3 separate regions of the Capsicum annuum genome follow, and all the other regions are linked to region 3. A link is a contact called in public Hi-C data. All regions are on one chromosome and are shown on one strand. The core of a region is the stretch at or near the end of the contact, and the rest is flanking DNA. Distances in the headings are between cores, read along the strand shown. Region 1 has its middle 29 kb from the start of TRNAR-UCU. Region 2 has its middle 49 kb from the start of TRNAR-UCU. Region 3 has its middle 33 kb from the start of LOC107842026.

What was found. A called contact is a pair of places that touch in the nucleus more often than the background predicts.
Region 1: a Hi-C map of bud shows a contact between it and region 3, with 4 times the contacts expected there. The contact joins two enhancer-like sites. A contact is called at or near these places in 3 of 5 Hi-C or Micro-C datasets (bud, leaf and pericarp).
Region 2: a contact with region 3 is called in a Hi-C map of placenta, with 3 times the contacts expected there. The contact joins two enhancer-like sites. A contact is called at or near these places in 2 of 5 Hi-C or Micro-C datasets (leaf and placenta).

The regions. Positions count from the first base shown.
Region 1 is chr1:178,742,971-178,745,717 of UCD10Xv1.1, forward strand. No RefSeq gene overlaps it. Among protein-coding and RNA genes, the nearest start is that of TRNAR-UCU, 29 kb to the right of the region's middle. Within about 2 kb of position 1,266, at least 3 of the 5 cell types and tissues checked have an H3K27ac peak or open chromatin away from gene starts, as enhancers often do. A contact at or near this core is called in bud, leaf and pericarp, where this site is marked.
Region 2 is chr1:178,722,837-178,725,536 of UCD10Xv1.1, forward strand. No RefSeq gene overlaps it. Among protein-coding and RNA genes, the nearest start is that of TRNAR-UCU, 49 kb to the right of the region's middle. Within about 2 kb of position 1,380, at least 2 of the 5 cell types and tissues checked have an H3K27ac peak or open chromatin away from gene starts, as enhancers often do.
Region 3 is chr1:178,647,943-178,650,766 of UCD10Xv1.1, forward strand. No RefSeq gene overlaps it. Among protein-coding and RNA genes, the nearest start is that of LOC107842026, 33 kb to the left of the region's middle. Within about 2 kb of position 1,574, at least 5 of the 5 cell types and tissues checked have an H3K27ac peak or open chromatin away from gene starts, as enhancers often do. A contact at or near this core is called in bud, leaf and pericarp, where this site is marked.

The DNA.
Region 1 (2,747 bases), core at 16-2,515, 95 kb after region 3:
ATTTTACTTTATATATATGCGAGAAAAGAGAGTTTTTACAATTCTACTCAATAAGCTTTGAAGGTGCGGTCTATAATAGCTTCACCAGTTTGAGTCTATATTGTAGAAGAATGAGTAGTTTCATCAATTTTGAGTTTATATTGTAGATAAATGAGTGTTCGGTCGGACTTTCATGAATTTTTATGTAAAGGTTATGTTTAATCATATAGTTCTAATATCTCAATTATCACATTTGTTTTGTTGTAGTTTCTGTTCTGTTCAAGTTTATATTGCAGAAGAATGTTCGATTTGATTTTGAGGAATTTTTTATGTAAAAGGTTAGGTTTGATTATATTATTCTAATATCTCAATTATTGTAGTTTTTGTTCTATTAGTATGTGTTGTTTTTTCTACCTAACACAGTGGTAGATGAATGTTCGGCCGGATTTCGAGAAATTCTTGTGTAAAAGTTAGGTTTAATTGTATTATCCTCTGATATCTTGATTATGATATTGTTTTGTTGTAATTTACATTTGGTAGATGAATACTTGTGCTTTGAGTGATTTTGTGTAAATGTTAGGTTTAATCATGTTATTTTATTGTAGTTTCTTATCTATTACTATTTGTTATTTTTGTTATTATTATCCATTGTGTGATGTTGGAAAATAACAAATTTTTATTTACGTGACTATCCTTCATCTTTAAAGTCAATTGTTATTTTTTAATAATTTTTTTTTCTATATTTTATATCGATTTACAGCTCGATAAGAAGCACACGTATAACACACGTACACTTGACTAGTCTAAATAAATATGCATATCTAAGAATTACGGTTCTCAATTATGAATGGTAGATTTATGGGACTACCAAATTTTTGGGACGTCAAAATGTAGGCCTCCATGAACCTGCAATAATGCATAATCGGACAATAAAGAGCAGAAATCAATTTATCTATGGTGTTGTTTCCATCACATGTTTCTCTATCTGCCCTTCCATAACAAAATTGTAACCATTACGTTTCTTGTTTGCATTTTCTGGAAATAAAAGTCTAAAATAGTTTACTATCTTTGAACTAAGTTTAATATAATTCTATTTCTTTATAAGAATTCACATTTTTTAAAATAAAACAGTGCACTTAAATTGTTATTGGTCACACACAATTTCAAATTTAGAAAATAGAGTAAAATAAGACAAATAAATTAAAATAGAGAGGAGTATGACCGATCCTACAAGGCAAACATATCGACCTCTCTATTCCCACATCTTAGTCGTATTTTCGTATTCAAATTGAACACAACCAAATATGTTGACCACTCCACTCCCACTTCTTATATATGAGAAAGTAAAGGGACGACCAATTTAATTGCATTTTCGTGGACAAATTGAACAGGTTCCATTTTTATGTTTTATGCACACTAAAAAGCCAACATTATTTAATGCAGTGTGGTCGGTTGTTATCGACAACATTTGGCTTTCAAAATTATCAATACATGATTTGATTTACCAATTTTCAAGTCTAATGTTGTAATATTTGTATGTACTTTCGAAATTTGTAAAGTTTATGTCGAATAATTTAAAAGTTGATATCAAAAAATGAAATGTGCTAATTTTGGGAATAATAAAAAAATTAGTGACTAGGTGTTCACAGTTTTTAGCTCTTAGGCATCCTATGCAAAGTTCTTCAAAACATAACGTAATGTTTTCTTTCAAATTAGCTGGGGAAAAAAAAGGAATTAGTATTTTCGTCGAGAGTGTTTGGTATTTTTCAATTTTCTCATGTATTTGGTTGGTTTAAATGTTTGAAAAATGCTTTCCAAATGAACTTAACTTTCTCAAAATTGTTTTTTAGAAAAATAACTTACTCTAGATAAAGTAGCGAAAACATTTTTCAAAACTCTCTCAAACTCACCACCCGACCTTAGACCCGGCTCCTGATCCTGACCCCAACCCAAGACCCAACTCCTGACTCCTGACCACGACCTGTTGGGCTCAAGTTAAAGTGTGAATGGAAAATGGAGGAAATTAAGTGGAGAAAAAATTGAGATAACATTTGAAAAGGAAAGTGTACTAAAAATAAGGAAAGTCTACTAATTTTCCTACATTGGTGGGAGAATGAAACTTTCATGTGTTTATATTAAGAAAAACAAACTCCACATGGTAAGTGAGGCAAGAACCAAGAGGTTCCTCGCGTCGCTCGCTCGCTCACTCGGCTCAGTTTTGGCTTCGAAAAATGATCAATGAGATTAATTTTTTGGACAAAGTTTAATTATTTGAAACTTGAAAAATCAAGTGATCCGAAAATCCAAAGAAAAACGTAACGTGCATGCATGCAGTGCAGAAATGACTGTTGAAACTGAAATGCTGCCTCGGAAGGGACGCAACTATTCGAGGAAATGGCACACTGTTTTGAAAAATGTTCAGAAAAAAGACACAATATTTCGAATGGACAGACATAATTGTTCCAAAGGATACACCTTTTCGATGAACCATTGCCACCTTTCGAAAGGGGCACTTTATGGCTATATAAACCTGCATTTTTTCACAGGTTTGGTACAAATTTTTCTACACTTGAAAAACATTTCTTTACTTCTAAAATACTCCATGTGATCATCTCCCGTCGAGTGAGTTCGAAGAAAACCAAAATGTTTGAGGTGCCACTACTTTCTGGTTGTGAAACCATTTTATCCTTGGAGGAAAATTCTGCAACCTCGGGTACTTGAGGGGAATTATTTCCTTAAGGACACTTCGTGAATTCGAAGGACTTGGC
Region 2 (2,700 bases), core at 130-2,629, 75 kb after region 3:
AGGAAAAAATAATATTTTAAAATTAAAGTTGTGTTTGATCATAAATATGAATTGGCAGTGTTTTGAATTTTTAAGAGTAAATTAGATTAAAAGTAATTTTTGATATTTTTCAAATTTTAATTTTTTAAAAATATTTTCACAAAATCATATATGAAAAAATCAAGGATTTTCAGTAAAAGAATTTGAAAAAATACATACATACATACATATATACATACATACATATATATATATATATATATATATATATATATATATATATATATATATTTAAATTTAGAACTTTAAAGTGAATTTGAACCTCCTAAATCATTGATCCTACTCTAATATATTATTTAGGGGATTTTAAAAAAAAATTATATAGCTAGACATCAATTCTATTAATATATGCAGCAACTAGATGGGCCTGACAATAGTACAAAATTTATATGAATTTAATTATAATTAATTAGGAGTTGTTCGATTTAAAAAAGTGAACAAAAGCAAAAGAGTTGAAAAAAGGAGAGAAATATGAAAAAGAGCAGGTGGCCATGACTTTATAGCTATATAGTTTTTTTTTAATCCCCTAAGCAATCTATTATAAGTAAGATCAATGGTTTAGGAGGTTCAAAATTTACCTTAAAGTTCTAAATTCAAATTTCACGCATACTTTTTTTTTTATTATTTCTTGAACTCTCTTAGGAGTCGTTTGGTACACTAGATGGGATAAGTAAGGATATCCCATGAGATTATTTTATTCCTCCCACCCCGTGGGATAGTAATCCAATCATTTTTGTACAAATGGTGGGATAAAATAATTTCGAAATTAAGTAATACCTTATACCAAATATGGGATAAAGTTAATCCCATATTCCGAAATTATTTTTCTTATCCCTTCTATCAAACGACTCCTTAGTGAAAATTCACGATTTTTGTGCATCTGATTTTGTGAAAAAATTTCATAAAAATTGATATTTAAAAATATCAAAAATTATTTTTACTCTAAATTATTCCTAAAATTTTAAAACGCTTGCAATTCATATTTATGATCAAATACAACTTTAATTTTTGAATATTATTTTTTCACTTTAAAATAATTTTTAAAAAAATATTTATACTTTTCATGGCTAAACAACCATTTAACATAAGAGTTAAAAATACAAGTAAGAGAGAAGATTCAAATATAAAATAAAGAAGCAATGTTAGAAAAAATAAAAGAAATATAAACAGAAATGAAAGAAAATGTGAAGAAATGAGGGGGCGGAACATTTGTTGACATAATGAATCCCACAATAATATATGTCAAAAGCAAAAAGACCCCCACATAATTATTGGGTAAATCTCACTCATATTAAAATTTTTCGTGCTAAATTGATCAGACGAAAAATTTTAATTTGAGTCTCATATGTCATGTGATAGTTGTACGAGGCTTTTAATATTTTAAAAAATGGACTTTTTGGGTCCCACTATCAGATCAATTCCTGTATTCATTCATTTCTTTTACTTTTTCTACCATTAACTTTTTTTGGACAAATTATTATTTGCTCTTTTTTTTGTTTACTGTTTTTTTTCTTTCTTTCTCTTTTTTCTCAAATTGGTTTTTCTTCCTCCTGTTTCGGTACTAAGCAGAATGATTCTTTTTTACCATCCTAGCTTTTATTTGTGCGTATTTGTTAACAAAAAAAAAAAAAATGGCCATTGAATCATGACAATAATTTTAATTTTTATTATATTTTTTTTATTGGTATAGAAAATTTTGAATATCAAAAATTTAATATTGGATTTCAGAGGTGATGGATCTGCTTTTTCTGTTTTAATTGAGTTTATATAATATTTTTTATTATGATTCAATATTATTAAGGACATTTATAATATTTAGAATGTTAGAAATTGAAGAACAATCATATTTTTTTAATTATTAAGATAATCTCCTGTATAGTAAAATTATTTTAAGGAAATCGGTCAAGAATTGGATTGAATTTAGAATGGGTTAGTCCTAAATAAATCTAAATATTGATTTTAATTTTTAAAATAACTTTTCTTGAAAATTTAGAATTGTGACATCATTAAATATATATCGAAAATTGTTTTCGAGCTAAAATAATTACAGAAACTAACTAGCAAAACAACATGACTTTTGAAACACAAAATAAAGTTGAGTGATTTGATGGTCAATTGTTGTAAGTTGAGCTATCACTCATGCATTTAACTGATGGAAACAATATTTTCGTTTAAATTTATTTGTTTGATTATTCTTTTGCATAGTTTAAAAAGTAAAAAAAGACTTTAAATCTTTTGATTTTAAATTAAAAATATGTAGAATTCAAAATATTTTAAATATGTCATGTAAAAAGTTGAAATTAAAATTATCTAAAAATAAAATAAACAAATAAAAAAGTAAGTACCATGTAATTTGCATATAAATATTGACAAACAAAAACTAAGAGGAAAAAGAAAAACCTTCAATTTACTTGTATCAAGAGCACTAAAAAGAAACTTGAAAGAAATAGGGTAAAGGAAGAAGAGTAAATATAACGATAAGTTAAAAATAGCCCAAAAGGAAAGAGCAATAGAAAGAATTCTCTGATAAGTGGGACCCAAAAGATTCATTTATCAAAATATTAAAAGCCTCACACAATTATTGCATGGCATATGAGACTTAAATTTTTCTTTAAAAAAAATATGGTCCAAATTTGACCATAATTATAAAAAGGCTATTAT
Region 3 (2,824 bases), core at 324-2,823:
GAGCAGCGCTGTAAATGGCTGGACATTCTCTCTTTTGTTGTCTGGCACCTTTGGATCACTCGAAATATAATGTTCATCAACATACCACCAATTACCCTTCTGCCGCCCTCGTGAAAAATTGAGTCAAGAAATTCCTTTTACTAACAGATCGTGAACGTCATCCTGAAACTTGCATTCCAGTCCCTATTCAATGGTCCAAACCCCTCCCGGGTGTCTTCAAACTTAACACAGACGCCTTCCTTCCCAAACGAGGATCTCACTGTGGGATCGGTGGACTCATTCGTAACACTGGTGGAGATTGGGTTGTGGGTTTTGTGGAAAAAAATGGTTGTTAATATAGCCCACTCAGAGCACTTAGCCCTACTTCAAGGATTGCATATAGCCCATGACAAAAATCTTTGCCCCCTCGAAATTGAAATTGATTCCACCGATTTATTTTTAATACTAACCAACGCTCCTCCTATTTTTAATTCTATTGTTTGGTCTTGTAGGTGGCTGCTGAAGAAGTTGGGGAATCTAGTGCTCCGGCACAACTTCCGTGAAGCTAATTGTGTGGCAGATTCCCTCTAAAAAATGGTTACTCAGATGCAACAGCCTTCAGTCGTACTTCTATCAACTCCCCCACATCAAGTTCTTTCTATTTTGCACTAGGATCTCCAATGAACTTTATCTACTAACCTAGTTAAATATAGTGTTTGTAATAAGTTAACTACTCTAGGAAACCTGTCTACTAGTTTGGTCTATAATAATTTTGCTACTTCTGGGGATCTCTATCAGACTTTTGTTGATGATGTGATAAACACCTTGCTGATGGTGGTGTGATAAACACCGAAACCTCCTACTTTTCCTGTTTTTACTAATATATATATATATATAATATTATCATGTTTAACCAAAAAAAAAAAAAACACATTAAGAAGTGTAATAGAAGGGCAAATTAGTCGGATTATTTGTTTTTAAATTAACAATAAATAATTCAAAAGAATTATTGTAGAAAAATTATTTTTCATGTTTGATATGACATATTTCTTAAATAATAATAAAAAAGAGTAATTTAATCCATTACAATAAATAAGTAATTTACTTTTAAAATTTATAAATAAGTAATTTATTTTTATTTTAAAACGGAATAAGTACAGTTGGACGGAGAGAATATGATGTAATAAATTTTTAGAAAGTCGTGGAATTATTTAACCCATGGACGTTTGTTACATGTCCCAGATACTATTTATGGATTACAAGCAAAAATTATGATGAAGTGATAAATACTCTTTTATCATTAATTAGAAGTCTCGGATTCGAATCTTCCTATTATGGAGTGTTGCCTTGTTAGGAAGCCCCCCAATCCCCAACCCCACCTCCACCCCAATACACACTCTCCGCCTTTTTTTCAATATAAAACTTTTCATCGCAAATTCAAATTTAGTTGGACTTTAAATATGAGTGCATGACATTAGATTGGGAAACCAAATAAGTAAATTTATGAATTAAACGCAATAGTATGATATCATGTAGCACCATTGTCTGCTGAAAATTAACGAGTCAAAGGGTCCCCAAAGCAGATTCATTTTCAATAGTCGTTGACATTATTATTCATAGCCCATAGGAACCTCCTAGTCTAGTGAAAATTTCAAAAGGACCCATTCCCTTGATTTATTGAGGTCTTCAGATTCAACAAGGAGATAATGAAGTCTGGTATCAATAACATGTACCTAATACCTAAAAACATTATTCTATGTAGTTATTAATGTCTGGTCTCTTGCTTAGATAAGTACAATCATCCAATACAGGGATAAGCTCCATTCTAGTCTCTACAATCTCTATTCTTGCACGGCTCATGTTATCTATCTGACTTTAAATTGTACTTCTCACTAAATAATTTTTATATATTACGTATTAAATTATTCAAATACTAAATCTCCTTAAATTACCACAAATAAAAACTACAAAATGATATAAAAAATATTTATACTGACTGAATACATTACTTAAACTCTTAAGATTGACTTTTGCACATTTAATAAAAAGAAGATATTTGATAGCTTATAACAATATATATATATATATTATATTTATTACTTTATATAATAAGAGCGAATAGAGGAACTTAGGGTCGTTTTTCAAAAATGACAACTAAGCTTTTCAAAATTTTATTTATTATTATTTGAAAAGTTTTTAAAATGACAATTAAGTTCCTCAAAATTTCACTTATTATTATTTAACAAATTTCAAAATAACAAAAAAGCTCCTCGAAATCCTACTTATTGTTATTTGAGGACTTTTCTAGAATTACTTATATCTATGAAAATTTACGTAATAAAATACTATACATTACAATAATCAATTTAAAAATATTATAAGAAATTATTAAAAAAATCAATTGCTTCTCAAAATTCTTACGGTGTTGCATAAATTGAGATAATTATTTGAAAATATTATAAAAAGTACTTTAAATAATAATAATTAACAACTTGAAATATTTTAAAGACATAACAATGAGAATGAGAGGAGCTTAGGCTCAAATTTTAAAAATTATATATAAGCTCCTCAAAGTCCAACTTATTTCTATTCAAGAAGCTTAAGGCCAGTTTGCGGATGACTATTTCGCTCTTTTACTTCTTCAGAATTACTTAAGTTTATTTGAGATTTACGTAAAAAAGATACTATGAATCACAATAAATAATTTTAAGTTATTTACAAAACATAATTAAAAAAAAAAAAGATTGATTCTCAAAATTTTGTCAGTGTCGCACAAATTGAAACAATTTTTATTTGAAAGTGATATAAAAAGAGCTATAAATTTTATGTTTTACTCTATAATAGA